2 separate regions of the Mus musculus genome follow, and region 2 is linked to region 1. The links are chromatin contacts, called in public Hi-C maps. All regions are on one chromosome and are shown on one strand. Each heading gives the region's core, a stretch centred on a gene start, on an enhancer-like site or on the middle of the called end of the contact. The rest is flanking DNA. Distances are from core to core; before and after follow the strand shown.

Region 1 (6,802 bases), core at 1,203-3,702:
CAAGACTCCAAGATTTTCTTTTCTTGTTTGTTTTTTATTTTATTGTTGAGTCAGGGTCTCTTTTTAAAAATTATTTCTTTTATTTATTTTCAATTTCATGTGCATTGGTGTTTTGCCTGCATGTATGTCTCTATGAGGGTGTTGGATCACCTGTAACTAGAGTTGTAGACAGTTGTGAACTGCCACGTGGGTGCTAGTAATTGGACCTAAGTCCTCTGGAGGAGCAGCCAAAGCTCTTGGCCATGGAGCCATTTCTCCAGCCGGGGGCAAGGTCTCTTTATGTAGCCTGAGCTGTCCTAGAAATCACTATATAAGGCAGGCTGACCTTGAACTCAGAGATCTGCCTGCCTCTGCCTCCCCAGTGCTAAGATGAGTGCTGCATCTGACCAACTCTGACTCTGCTTTTCCTGTTTGTTCTGTCTTCTTTTGCTCCCCTCCTATTCTTTCTTGTCTCCCTCTTTACTACTCCTTCTCCATCTCCTTCTCCCTCTCCCCTTGCTCTCCTCTTCCTCCTCTCTTCTGGGTCTCTCTCTTTCCCTTGCTGAGCTGTGGCCCTAGGCATCTTCATCTTCCCTGCACGCTGTCTTGTTCTCGTGTGAGTGGCTGAGCTAGGAGGCAGTGCACCACACAGACCAGGACAAGGCCCTGTAGGACACGGTCCTGTTCCAGTGCTTTGAGGCGGCCCTTTGCTTATCTGACCTGTGCTGTGAAGACACTTCCCAGGTGAGCCCTCCTCTTTTGTCTCAGGCCACAGGCTGGGGTCACATAAGCAGGAAAGTCCAAAGGGAGCAGCTGTGCTGAGGTGGCTGAGGAAGCCCTCCTAGAGCAACAGTTCTCAACCTAGAGGTCGAGACCCTTCGGGGGTCAAATAACCCTTTCACAGGGTTGCCTAGGGCCATCAGAAAACACAGATGTTTGTATCACATTTCATGACAGTAGTAAGATTATAGTAGTAATGAAAGAAAGGCTGCAGCATTCGGAAGACTAAGAGCCACTGTCCTAGAGGGACCTTAGCAATGGACCCCAGGGTTACCATTGCTGCCATGAAACACCATGACCAAAGCAACCTGGCGAGAAGAGGGTTTATTCAGCTTACCCTTATACCTCACCATTTATCACCAAAGGAAGTCAGGACAGGAACTCAAGCAGGACAGGATCCTGGAGGCAGAAACTGATGCAGAGGCGATGGAGTGGTGCTGCTTACTGGCTTGCTCCTCCTGGCTTGCTCAGCCTGCTTTCTTATAGAACCAGGAACCAACCAGAATGGGCTAGGCCCTCCCCCATTAATCACTAATTAAGACAATGCCCTACATTGTCATCTAAGCCCAATCTTATGGAGTCATTGTCTCAGCTGAGGCTCCCTCCTCCCTGATGACCCCAGCTTGAAACAAGTTGACATAAAACTAGCCAGCACATAGATCACGTCTTAGTCAAACTTTCTCTCAAGCTTCAGTGGAGTATTCCTCAGCCACGCGACAGGGACAGGCTGCACAATAGGGCAGGAGGCCAGCTGGAGCATCTCCACCCATAAACAGGACAGGCACCGCCCTCAGCTGGCCACATGCAGTCCTTCTGTCTCACAATAGCTTCTGAAGAGAGCTACCATTAGTCCTGCTTTGCAAAAGAGGAAACTAAGACCCCAACAAACCGTAGTGACTGCAATGGACTTATGGAGACCAAATGAGGCCAAACCAGGGCCTATCTCTTAGGCTCTCAGTGAGAGTGGCCTCAGCAATCTCAGTTGAGTGGTCTGGGGACAGGCTTGGCTGGCCCTCGGCATAGGTGTCTGTGTGGCCAGAGTGGCCGATGGCTTGCAGGTGGCACTGATTGAAAGTGAGTAGGAGGTGTGAGGACCACAAAAACTTCACCACAAAAAAGAATTGTCACGGTCGGGACCGGCTGGGCCCTGGCCTACCTTTACATCTCTCTCTTGTGCTGTTTCTCACCACAACAGAAACTGCTTATCTGCAGGTGCGTAGCTATTCTAGGAGAATGAACGGTGTGTGGCTTCCTATTAGTGTTCAGAGGATCAGTCACACCACCGAGGCCTGCGGTCCCACGGCTCTGGCCCCGCCCAGCACCGGAAGCCTGCAGCTCCGCGGGCTGGAAGCTGATGTTTAGGGCCAGCCTGCAGCCACACTGGCCCTTTCCCCTCCTGCCGAATGGGGCCAAACCGCCCAGCCTGATGGGAGATTTTAGTTTTCAAATGGCATTCTAGTTGGCTACATATAGCGGGGCACGGCAGAGCAGGACACGTGGGGCAGTTTAACAGTTTGCTGTCCATAGATATCTTGTCACGGGTCATGACCTTGACCACCTCAGCACCCCAGGACTGGGACAAAGAAGTCATGTCATTGTGGCATCACCAAACATCCAGAGAACCAGGAGCTCCTTGCCTGAGAAGGCCTTGAAGTGCAGGCGGCTGAGACAGGGGCACACCTGACAGGCAAGAGTGAGGAAGGTAGCTGTTCTACACCAGCAGGGGAGCAGCTGCTGGCATGCCTATGTAGACAACACAGCCTTTAAAAAGTATTTCTTTTATTTTTTGAGACTATAATATCACTGTGTCGTTTCTTCCTTTCATCCCTCCAAGCCTTCCCATACACACCCCTTCTTTCTTTATTTCAAATTCATTGCTTCTCTCTCTCTCTCTCTCTCTTTCTCTCTCTCTCTCTCCCTCTCTCTCTGGTTTGGTTTTTTGAGACAAGGTTTCTCTGTATAGCCCTGGCTGTCCTGGAACTCTCTTTGTAGACCAGGCTGGCCTCGAACTCAGAAATCCACCTGCCTCTGCCTCCCGAGTGCTGGGATTAAAGGCGTGCTCCACCAAGCCCGGCTCATTGCCTCTCTTTTGCATAAATTATTGCTCTCTCTCTCTCTCTGTGTGTGTGTGTGTGTGTGTGTGTGTGTACTTAGATACATAAATACAACCTGTTCAGCTTGTAGAATGCTACTTGTCTGTATGTTTTTAGGGCTGAGCACTTTTAACTCTTCCTGTAGCCTCAGCTGGCCACAGATGAGGCAGGCATGAATACGGAACAGCTCCAAATGGGGCTGCGGTGATGGCACAGACCCCAGAGTGCCTGCCTCACAAGCTGCAGGACCTAAGTTTGGATCTCCAGCACCCCGCCGGTGGTGGCAGTGCCGAGGAGGCAGAGGCAGGAGCATCCCTGGGAATTTCTAGTCCGCCAGTGTAGTCAAGTCGGTGAGCTCTGGGATCTGTAGGAATACCTTCCTCAGACACCAAAATGGAGAGCAATTGAGAAAGAGTTTTCACGCTGACTTCTGGCTTCTGATACACGCACTCCTACATGCACAGAAAGAGACAGAGGACAAGACCTTGTCACCTGGCTGGAAATGTTATGGACATATGGGTCCTAATGGGAAGTGGGGCTTGGGGGGAGGGGGTTGTGGTTTTTTCTTTTGTTTTTGTTTATTTGTTTTATGCTTGTTTGTTTGTTTGTTGTTTTTCAAGACAGGGTTTCTCTGTGTAGTCCTCACTTGTCCTAGAACTTACTCTATAGACCAGGCTGACCCCAAACTTAGAGATCAACAAGGACCACTCTGCAGAGGGTGCCATTAAAGATGCCACTCAGCCGCAGACAGGACAGAAATCTGAGAAACAGTGACTTAAATAGGGAGGAAGTGTGTTCATCTCATTTGACAGGAGCCTAGGACATTAGTGGGTTAAAGAGACTGTGCAGCACAAGAGACTAAAGCAGGAGGATGGCCGTGAGTTGGAGCCAACCTGGGACACTTAGTTCTTCACCGGCTTGCGCTATGAGAACTTATCCCAGAAAAAAAAAAAAAAAAGCAAAACCATGGCTCTAGAGAGTCTGTACTGCTCTTCTGAGGACCTGAGTTCCCAGCACTCATGTCAGGCCCTCACAACAGCCTGTAAGCCCAGCTTCAGGGAGCCCAGTGCCTCTGACCCACACGGGCTCATCCACACACAGACACACTTAAAAATAAGACTTAAACAAAACGCCTTTAATCCCAGCACTTGGGAGGCAGAGGCAGGCGGATTTTTGAGTTCGAGGCCAGCCTGGTCTACAAAGTGAGTTCCAGGACAGCCTGGGCTACACAGAGAAACCCTGTCTTGAAAAACCAAAAAAAGACCAAAAAAAAAAAAAAAGACTTAAACAAAACAAACAAACAAACAAAAAAGGCTGGAGAGATGGCTCAGTGGTTAAGAGCACTGACTGGTCTTCCAGAGGTGTTGAGTTCAAATCCCAGCAACCACATGGTGGCTCACAACCATCTGTAATGGGATCCGATGCCCTCTTCTGGTGTGTCTGAAGACAGGGACAGTGTACTCATATAAATAAAATAAATAAATTGTTAAAAACAAACTTAATCCATCTCTCTTTAAAACAAACAGAAACCAAACTAGCAGGGCATGATAGCAAAGGCCTTTCTTTGATGCCGGCACTTAGGAGACAGAGATCTCTGTGAATCTGACAGCTTGGCCTATACATTGAGTTCTAGGGCTCCGTAGTGAGATCCATCCTGTTTCAAACCAAACAAAATCAATAATATAAAACACACCAAAAAAGACAAAAAATGAAAGCGTTACAAAGGCCTGTTAGGGTGTAGCCCAGTCCTCGGTTGGCTTTGCTAGGGTTTACCTCTGATCTAAAATGTCTTTCATGGAGATTTATGAACACTGTGAATCTCAGGCACTGCCCAGCAGACGGTGACCACGGGGGCAGCCTGACCTGAGTTGGATCCTCAGGTGGCACTGACTCTGCTGACATGAGCTGTGGCCGGGAGCTGCTCAGTCACGTGGGCATGGTGGGCACCCAGACCCCATGCCATGTTCCCACGGGGAGACAGGAAGCCACGGTGGTTGGGGTGCTAACAAGAGTTTGGGCAGGTAGAGTAGGCAGAGGTGGGGCAGGCTGCGGCAGCTGCCTGCTGTGGGGCCCACATGCCTCCTCCACTCCCTTTCTGCAAAATTGCTGTCCCGTGCAGAAAAGAAAAAGGATGCCTGAGACATGCTTCTCCCCAGCCCCTGCCCCCGGTTGTTGTATACAAAGGCTGTGGTTTTTCTTTGACCCACAGGTGGTTGTGGTTTGAGTAGAGTCCTTGGCCAAATGGGAGGATCTGTCCTGGGGGTGAGGGGTGGCACAGCAGGGCTCAAGCTGGCAGCTAAACTGCAGAGAAGTAAGTCTGGTGTGCCTGGACCTAGTCTACACCTCTCCTCCAACCCTCCTCCTCCATCCCTACCCAGCAGGCCTTGCTCCAACTGCACCCCCCAGCCCCAACTAGGTCTTTCCTGTCTGGAATAGCCCAGAGTAGGACACAGAATTCCAAGAGGTCGAACCACCAAGCATTCCCTTCTGCCATCAGACAGCCCACTGAGGCAAGTATCCCTTGTGGACCTTGGATGGTTCTCTGCGAGGGGAAGCCTCAGCCTTCTTTCCTTGCAGAGTTGCCTCCCTCAGGTATATCAACCTTACACCTTCCGACAAGCTGTAGTCAGTCACGTGAGGGCTGCTGGCCACATAGCCTTCCTTCTGGGCTGCTATGTGGACCTCCCAGGGCTGTTCTCTCCGTTGTTCAAGCAAACCTTTCCCAGTCTGGGTGTGAGCAGAGCCCAGGGGTGAAGAGCCCCTGGGGTTCAGCCTACCCTGATGCTCTCTATCAGAGGATGTCAAACCTCCTTCTGAGCTTCAGCTTCTAGCAGCAAAACCAGAGACAAGGGCAGCATCTTGCCTCCGTGCGGGCGCACAGCACGCTCACCCATCTCGTACAATAGCAGTAACAACAGCCAAGGAGAACTGTGGGACCATGGGAAAGGTGAGCAGAGGGTATTTTACAGGATGGGACGTGTCTCAGAGGAGGTGAAGTGTGGACAGAATCATCCCTGAGCAGGTAGAGAGGGGACAGCCAGACAAAGAATCTGAAGTGCAAAGAGCCTGAGATTATCTTTCAAGGGTCGCAAAGACCTGGGTGTCTGGGATAGAAGCAGGAGCAGGTCACGGAACAGAGATGGCTCAAGGGAAGAGGGGGGTCAGGGCTCATGATAGGGCTGGGGCTGGGGCCAAGCAGGTTGACAAGGGATGCGTTCTGAAGTCTGAGCTATAGTGCGTGCTTATGAATAACCAGTCATGGGGCATGATGGGAAAGGGGCACCTGTACAGGCTGAGGGCAAGTGTGCAAGCTCGAGACCCTGAGTTAAAATCCCCAGAACCCATGTAAAGAGTCAGGCATTGCCAACAGGGCCTATAACCCCAGTGTGTGGAGGGCAGAGGCAGGGGGTCCCTGCAGATCACCAGCTGCCAGACTAGCACAGGTCAGTGAGAAACTCTGACCAGGGGACAAAGCGATGACATCCTTCTCTAGTCTCTGTGTGCTCATACTCACCCTCACGTGTGTGCTGCACACACCTCACACAAAATAAACAAACAATAAAAGAAGCAATCGGACAACTAGTAGATTTTATTCTAAGCAGTATAATAAGGACTTCAGAGGACAAAAAAGGTAAGACAGTCCTTCAGAACTGCTGCACGCAGGACCACCTTCTGCAGCAACCATTACTGTCAGTGAGACAGAAGATAGCACAGCATGACGTGAGTCTCTGATACACCCACGGGATACAGCAGATAGACTCAGCATCCTGGTGATGTCAGGGCTGGCTGGACCTTCCTGGGGTCTGGGAGGCTCCTGCAGGATGTGGAGATAGGAGATGATCCCTTTTGTTCTAGAAATTACTAAAGGATAAAGTTTCCTTATTACCCAAGAGCAGAGCGATGCCCGTTGAGACTAAAGGCAGAACCATACAGAGGCTACCAAAGCCAGA
Region 2 (7,199 bases), core at 216-2,715, 470 kb after region 1:
ATTCATGTTCTAGGGTGGAAACAAAGGCACGGTGAGGTTCAGTAACTCCTCCAATCAGGTCATGTGACTAGCATGAGAGAGCTGAGATTTGAACTCAGAACTGAGATTTGTATCTGGCTTAGCACATTCTTTTAATATTGGGTTCTACTGCCCCCAATGTTCAGGAAGTGGTACTACTCTGTTGGCATTAATTGGTCAAGAGTATCAAGTACAGGCTAAAAGGGGGAGTAGGAGGAAGATCTGAATTTAAAAAAAAAAAAAAAAGCCAGAGGTGGAGGACAGATCTCCTCTCAGGCACTGGCCACAGCCTCCTGTCAGATGGAGGCTGTCTATGGCAGCCATATTTAAGTGAACAAGGCCAGGGCTTTGGCAAGAGGACCAGCGGGCCTGGCCTTGAGGGAGATGGTGCCTTGGATGCAGACGCCTGCGCATGAGGGCTGCAAGGAGGCAATGGGAAGAAGTGCATGTTTCAGCAGGTCTGTGAGAGTGGAGACCTGGAGCTTCGGGAAGCTGTAAGGAGGCACGCCTCTGGCAGTCCATTCCCTCGGCAACGGAACTTGGATGCTTGCAGTAGCAGTGGTCACTGGGATGCAGGGATACCACCGATTAGGAGGGAGAGCGTATCAGAGGCAGGTTACATGCGGATGACTGTAAAGATGGCCAACAGCTATTCCCACGACAAGCTCCAGGGTGTTTCTCAAGACCACGCGTTTTTCAGCCACTGTCCTGGTCATCAAGGTCTGGGCTGTGTTTGAGGGGAGCTTAGAGAGTAGAGTGTGGGCTTCCGTTCAACCCTACACATTTGCTGCTAAGGGCAGGACTTAGATTTGGAGGAGAATGCCTCCTCCCTGCCTACCCATACCCCTGGCAACAAAATTGTATTGAGCACTCAGTATGTGCTATGTGCCGTTCTGGACTCAGGGATAGCAACACGAATAAGAAGGAGCTCACCAGAGCCTCTGGAGAGACGCAGGTACATAAGCAACAGCGCCTCAGCATTGTGTGTGCTATGAGAATGTTGGGCATGCTAATGCTGGAGGTCACCTTTTGCTAACAGCTGTGTGCCAGGCTGAGCTTCGCACATAGAGCACGTCACTTAATTGCCCCATTGACCTTAGAGGGGTTAGTGTCCCCTGTATTACAGATGAGGACATTGCAGCACTGGAACCCTAGTGCACTTGCCCAAGATCATATCAAGATCTCTAGAGTCCCAGGCTTGAACATCCTACCACTTGGCCCCTGAGTCACTGGAAGTAATAGGAGCCTGGCTGGGAGAGGATCAGACACTAGGGAAGATGTCACCTAAGCTGTGCCCTATGAGTGGGGTTTGGGGTTTATGTGGAAGAACTCCAGGGAGGACGGCGAGCAAAACTTCCAACCTAAAGCAAAAGCCTGAACAAGGCCAGGTGGAGGGGAGGGAAGAGGAGACTGGGAGATTCGGTGTCCCTAGAGTCCCACGCAAGGGGTGGGGCCTGGCAGGAGATGAGGCTGTGATGTGCAGCTGTGCCCCAGATGGGAAAGGCCACCCAGGAGCTGCACCCAGGTGCCAGAACTCTGCCCTAGAAGCAGCAGGAAGCCACTGGTGTCTCGGAGGTAGGGGATGGGAGTACAGCTTGGTTCTGGCTGCCTGGGGAGGAGATCTGGGCAAGAGAAACTGAGTGGAGAGGCGGGAGAGCTAGACATCACATGTCCCTTGGAGGCAGGAGCTATTAGAAGACAATTCTCCCCAACCTCCTCTTACCCCTCCCTCCCTTTTTAAAAAATCTTCTTTTTTCCTTAAGAATAAGACAAGTGTATAGATTACTTTAGGCCTGGAAGGAGGAGAAAAGGGAATTTACTTCCAAGTCTTTTGAAGAGAGTGTTTGGCAGATAAGCCATGTTTCAGGGTCTCTGCATGATTGCCCTGGGAGAACAATGGATGGTCAGGGCCTAAAGGACCCAGCTGTGTCGAATACTGGGTTGCTGCACCCCACTATCATCTTCCTGTAAGTTGGGAATCAGGAAACCTAGACCTCAGACCTGGTACCAGATAGGACTTTGGTGGAACCCAAGGCGGACCATTGTCTGCTGGGGATTCTGCAGGAGTCAGGGACTGGAGCCACTATGTACATCTTAGGACACCTTGAACGGACAGTAACCAGCCCCCCAACCCAACCCATCCCCAGCTCTGTGTCCTCACCTCAGCCCTGTTCGGAGCCAGGCGGCATGGATTCAGGTTCTAGTTTCTCCTCACTTTCTTCCCTGCTGCTGGGACTGGTTCGTTGACATCTGTGGCCACTAGAGGGCACACGAATCCCATCTGGCTCCTCTTGCAGAGCACATGCAGGGGGAACCCGCATTGCACCTTTCTCTGTCCCCTGCCATTAGCCTGAAAACGCCTCTGGCTCCCCTGCAACTCTGCCACCTGACGTAGCTGGATCCTTCTAGATGAGATGGGGCGGGAGGGAGATGTGAGCTGATGTTCAAACTGGGAAGGAACAAGGAGAAGAAAGGTGGACTTTACCGAGCCAACTAGTTTCACAGAGCACTTGTGTGGGGAGGGGTGGCCCTGGGAAGGTGGAAGCCCTTTCAGGGGGAGGGGCTGGATAGGTCGGAATGCCCGGTATAGAAGGTAAACTGAGGACAAGCCTCCATCAGTTCTTTCCCTCAAATTCCTCAGCCTCTGCAGTGTGGGGGTGGTGTTAATATTTTCTGCACACCTCCCTCTCGTCTGGCACCGGGCCAGGTACTTTTAGACTCGATATGAAAGTGCAAGAGCTGAGAGCCAGGCTTTGTTCCTCTTGGGAGGAGCCCCATCAGCTTCCCCAGCTGGCGTAACCCCTGTGAGCAGCTCTGTGCTCAACTGGAGTCATTGGTGAGCAGGTGTGGTCTCTAGACCCGCCCCCAGGCAGGGCCTTGGTGGGGATTCCAAGGCCAGCAGTCCAGAGACCCTCCTGATTTTAGGTTTCGAGCTCTGCAGGCCCTTCACAAGGGTGGGTGTGCAGTGCAGAAGGGTGCTCCGGCAGGTTTAGCTTCTCTGCTTGCAGGCTGTTGTACTTCTGCTTCTGAAGGGAGGGCCAGCTGGTTTGTGGGAAAACCCAGGATCCTTGCAGCCTGGCTCCTTAGCTAGAGATCCCGGGTAAATCCAGTCCTGAAGTACCCTCAGTCCTAGAGACTGCCCCACCTCACCTCTTAGCTCTTTCTGTCCCCAAAGCAGACGTTAGGAGAATGCAGTTAATAGCAGCTGTCATTTGCTGAGCTCTCAGCATTTACTTTAGTCACTATAAGCACCCAGTGACAGTGTCATGAACTAGGTTTGCTGGAGGAAGGGGCTGAGGCACAGGGATGGGGGTGGGGGTTCGGGGGTAGGGGTGGAGAAGTCTGCTTACATTTCTCATAGTTGATCGGGGCTACAGCTGGGACGGAAGATAAGTGGAATTGGGGGGACATGTGTCTGCCCACATCAGTAGCTATAATCTTCACTCAGCTGGCACCCCATCGACTGCACCCCATCCTTAAACCCCCCCTAAATCATCCCAGATCCCATGTTCTGCCCCTTGGCCTGGTCCTTGCCCAGCTCTAATCTCAGGTCTTCCCATGCCCTGCCTTGTTCTTTCTCAGATGTATGAAGGTCAAATCCAGCCTTAGAAATGTGGCCCTTGATGTTCCATGATGGCTCACTCCTTCTCAAGTTCAATGCTGTCTGGATGTCATTCTCCAGAGCCTTATTTCCTGGCCACCCTTAAACTCCCCTCTGCCATATTTTATTCTTATATCCCATGTCATGTAACATTCCAGACGGCCATGTTCCTATTTTCATTCTTGTCCCTTTATGCTCCCTCACCAGAATACAAGCCCCACCACACAGTGGTTATGCCTCATACTAGTGACAAGTCCTAGGATCTAGGACTAAACACAACCTGGCACACAGTAGGTAATTTACGTGTATTTAGTATCGTGAATGAATGAGGGCTAGAGATGTGGTTCTGTTGGTAGAGTGCCTGCCTCTACCAATTTAAGGACTTACATTTGATTCTGAGCAGTGAATAAACTGGGTGGGGGTGGGGCACCCTTATAATCCCAGCACTCTGGAAGTGGAAGTAGGCAGGTTAAAAGTTCAAGGTCATTCTTAGCTATATAGCTAGTTCCAAGATAGCCTGGGCTACCAGAGGAGGCCAGCCAGATACACCCCTCCTCGCAACACTCCAAGGCCAAATGTAAAAATCAAACCGAACAAACCAGACAAACAAAAAAAGCCATGCCCCATATCACAAAACAATGAAAATGAAGTGGCACTGTCACTGCTGGGGGTTTTGATGTGAGCCATTGCTCTAACCCTGAGCTATGCCCCTGCCCTGTTAATACTAAGCTGAACTTTTAGAATGAAGTTTTAACAGCCTTGGCAGATGATCGATTGTGGAATTAAGGTCTGGGCTAGTCTGAGGCAGTCCTGCAGGTATCTGTGGAGTACTTTCATGGCTTTGCAGTGCGTGTCTCTGTAACGGCTGGGCCCTGGGCTGCTCACCTGTGCTCCCTCATCTCTGCTCTACGGAGTATTGTGGGGGCACTTCTCTCAGTTGCAGCACCAGGCCTTGACCTCATCCAGTACTTCCGAGGGATTTCTGTTCCCACCCTGCCTCCTGCCAACCTGAACCAACTCTGCGCCATAGCGTTTCCAGGTCAGCATTTCCCAAAGGGCAGAGCATCCATGTAGGCCGGTCAGCAAGTCCTCAGAATGAACCTCTTCTTATGGGACACCTCTTCTTTCCCGTCTGCCCTCTTTCTCGAGCCTGGGGATAGTCAGTGGCTCGTGCTGGGCCAAGGGAGAGCGAGGCCTTCCCAGGCTCGCCCAGTTTTAGCTGCCTGCCCCATGGGAACAACGACGCTTCCCCTAGATGGGCTTAAATAATAATCTGAAGCAAAAATAATCTGGAGTGGATGGAGAATGGGAAATGGAGGCAAGCCCAGTGAAGCCTTTGGCAGGGAAATGGCTTCGGGGTGGGTAGAGGCAAGGAAAGGGTCTGCCTACAATGAACTTAGAACAAGCAGAGTCCATTTGACTGTCCATGGCCTGGTAGACAATTTGATGGGTCTGTTCTACACTGGTTCTGTTCCTCTTCTCCTCCTAAGGACCACATCTGGTGTCCCTCATGCGCTTCACCTTCCTAACAGCTGTAAAGAGCCCAGCCTATTGCCCCTTAACTCCTCTGTCTCTCTCCGTCTGTTCCCCATTGGCTACAGAAGGGTTGCAACCCTCCACCTGTCACCAAGCATCCTCATCAGGTTGTGGTTCTATCTGCAGTGCCCCCGGGGCGGAGCATGGAAGTCACAGCGCCCACCACTCTTAGTGTCCTCAATGGGTCCGATACCCGCCTGCCCTGTACCTTCAACTCCTGCTACACCGTGAACCACAAGCAGTTCTCTCTTAACTGGACTTACCAGGAGTGTAACAATTGCACAGAGGAGATGGTAAGTCCTGGTGGAGGAGGGAGTGGAGGGAAGCAAAACCCCCAAGGCATGAAGCCCACCATCCCCATCCCATCCCCACCCCCACCCCCACCCCCACCCCCATCCCTAGTCCTGCACTGGAACAGGGCCCCAAGAGGACTCTGTGTAGGCTGTTTGATACAGAGGTTATGATGTCGCCACAACTGGATGGGCCTTCCAGGTCTAATGCCCTTCCTTCCCATGTTAAGAAAGAAGATGCACAGGAAGAGGGTGTGTCCCCACAAGCCCCATAGCCCCTTGCGCATGCTCACACAGCGCTCATACTATTTGCCCCTCCCCTCCCAGTTCCTCCAGTTCCGAATGAAGATCATTAACCTGAAGCTGGAGCGGTTTGGAGACCGCGTGGAGTTCTCAGGGAACCCCAGTAAGTACGACGTGTCAGTGACTCTAAAGAACGTGCAGCTAGAAGACGAAGGCATTTACAACTGCTACATTACCAACCCTCCAGACCGCCACCGCGGCCACGGCAAGATTTACCTGCAGGTCCTTCTAGAAGGTAAGAGTGACTGAGTTGCTGTGGGACACTCACCGTTCTCTACAGCTTAGCTCAGGGCACTTCAAGGAGCCTGTGACTCCCATCTCATCTTCAGGTGCTTGTCCTGGTGGAAGACATCCACACCTTCCCTCTAAAGGGAACAAGTCAGTCACGATTAAAACCTTCATTATGCCCATTGTATGGATGAGGAAACTGAGGTTCAAGAGCATACATTTCTTAAGATAACATAATTCCTAACTTCTATAATTAGATTTGAGTCTGATCTTAATGTCCACGAGTTAAATACTCCATTCTGTGGGTAGAGGGGCCTTTTGAAGGGGGCAGTGGTCTAGTTTGCTTTGACTTTCACTAATGCCCTGTCCATGGAGAGGAATCAAATAATATCCCCTCCTATTTTGGGGAGCAGGGGCGAGATACGGAATTTCCTTTCCAGCTCTATGATTCTGCTTCCTTTCCCTTAGTACCCCCAGAGCGGGACTCCACGGTGGCGGTCATCGTGGGTGCCTCAGTGGGGGGTTTCCTGGCTGTGGTCATCTTGGTGCTGATGGTGGTCAAATGTGTGAGGAGGAAAAAAGAGCAGAAGCTGAGCACGGATGACCTGAAGACTGAAGAGGAAGGCAAGATGGATGGTGAGGGCAACGCGGAAGATGGCACCAAGTAACCGGAAGCCTGCCCTGAAGCCCCTCCCCGTGCCCTATCTCCTCTCACTCTCTGCCCTGTACAGTGTGACCCCGCCTGCTCTCTCTTGGTGTGCTTCTCTTGAATAGGACCCCAGAATCGACCTGGGGCCTCACTTCCCATGCCCCCACCCCTATACCAAGGGTGATCGCCCTCCCTTTCATCTGAAAACTGCCTTGGTATCTGAGATTCGGGAGTCCCAGGGAGAACAGAGAAGGGCTGTAGCCTGTCAGTCTTTGAGGAAGAAAGACTTGTGTGGTCCCAAAGACAGGATGGGGGAGGGAGGGCAGTGGGAGAAGAGGTCTGCTGACCATCTTGTCTAAGGCTTGGTCTGGTGGCGATTTAAACTGTGGGAGTAGCAGTGTGTGTGGTGGCGGGGTTCTGTGCTGACCAGAGGCACCATGGGAATGACTTGTGAAGATGGCTAGGGAACAGCCATCAGCTGGAGATGAAGGTGGGGTCCTACCATTTGTGAAAGCACTATTTAAAGGGATGACTGTGCATTTCCAGGGTACTCAAGGAAAAAGGAAAGATAGGG

What was found. Hi-C and Micro-C count contacts between places; a contact is called where the count stands out from the background.
Region 2: a Hi-C map of the P5424 cell line shows a contact between it and region 1, with 2.1 times the contacts expected there. The contact joins two enhancer-like sites. A contact is called at or near these places in 1 of 39 promoter capture datasets (embryonic stem cells), 1 of 15 datasets of contacts at CTCF or cohesin (embryonic stem cells), 4 of 484 Hi-C or Micro-C datasets (the Ba/F3 cell line, the G1E-ER4 cell line, the P5424 cell line and 1 more), 2 of 115 datasets of contacts at active chromatin or transcription factors (T-cell acute lymphoblastic leukemia and embryonic stem cells) and 1 of 9 other capture datasets (embryonic stem cells).

What each region holds. Positions count from the first base shown.
Region 1 is chr9:44,644,144-44,650,945 of GRCm38.p6, forward strand. No RefSeq gene overlaps it. Among named protein-coding and RNA genes, the nearest start is that of BC049987, 25 kb to the right of the region's middle. Within about 2 kb of position 2,453, at least 107 of the 459 cell types and tissues checked have an H3K27ac peak or open chromatin away from gene starts, as enhancers often do. A contact at or near this core is called in the P5424 cell line, T-cell acute lymphoblastic leukemia and double positive thymocytes, where this site is marked.
Region 2 is chr9:45,119,661-45,126,859 of GRCm38.p6, forward strand. Scn2b (sodium channel, voltage-gated, type II, beta) reads left to right here. Exons shown (of 4, transcript NM_001014761.2): 2 at 5,282-5,448; 3 at 5,773-5,983; 4 at 6,445-7,199. The coding sequence ends at 6,644. All of the region lies in intron 1 of Gm10684 (predicted gene 10684), which reads right to left. Among named protein-coding and RNA genes, the nearest start is that of Scn2b, 5.4 kb to the left of the region's middle. Within about 2 kb of position 1,466, at least 90 of the 459 cell types and tissues checked have an H3K27ac peak or open chromatin away from gene starts, as enhancers often do. A contact at or near this core is called in the P5424 cell line, T-cell acute lymphoblastic leukemia and double positive thymocytes, where this site is marked.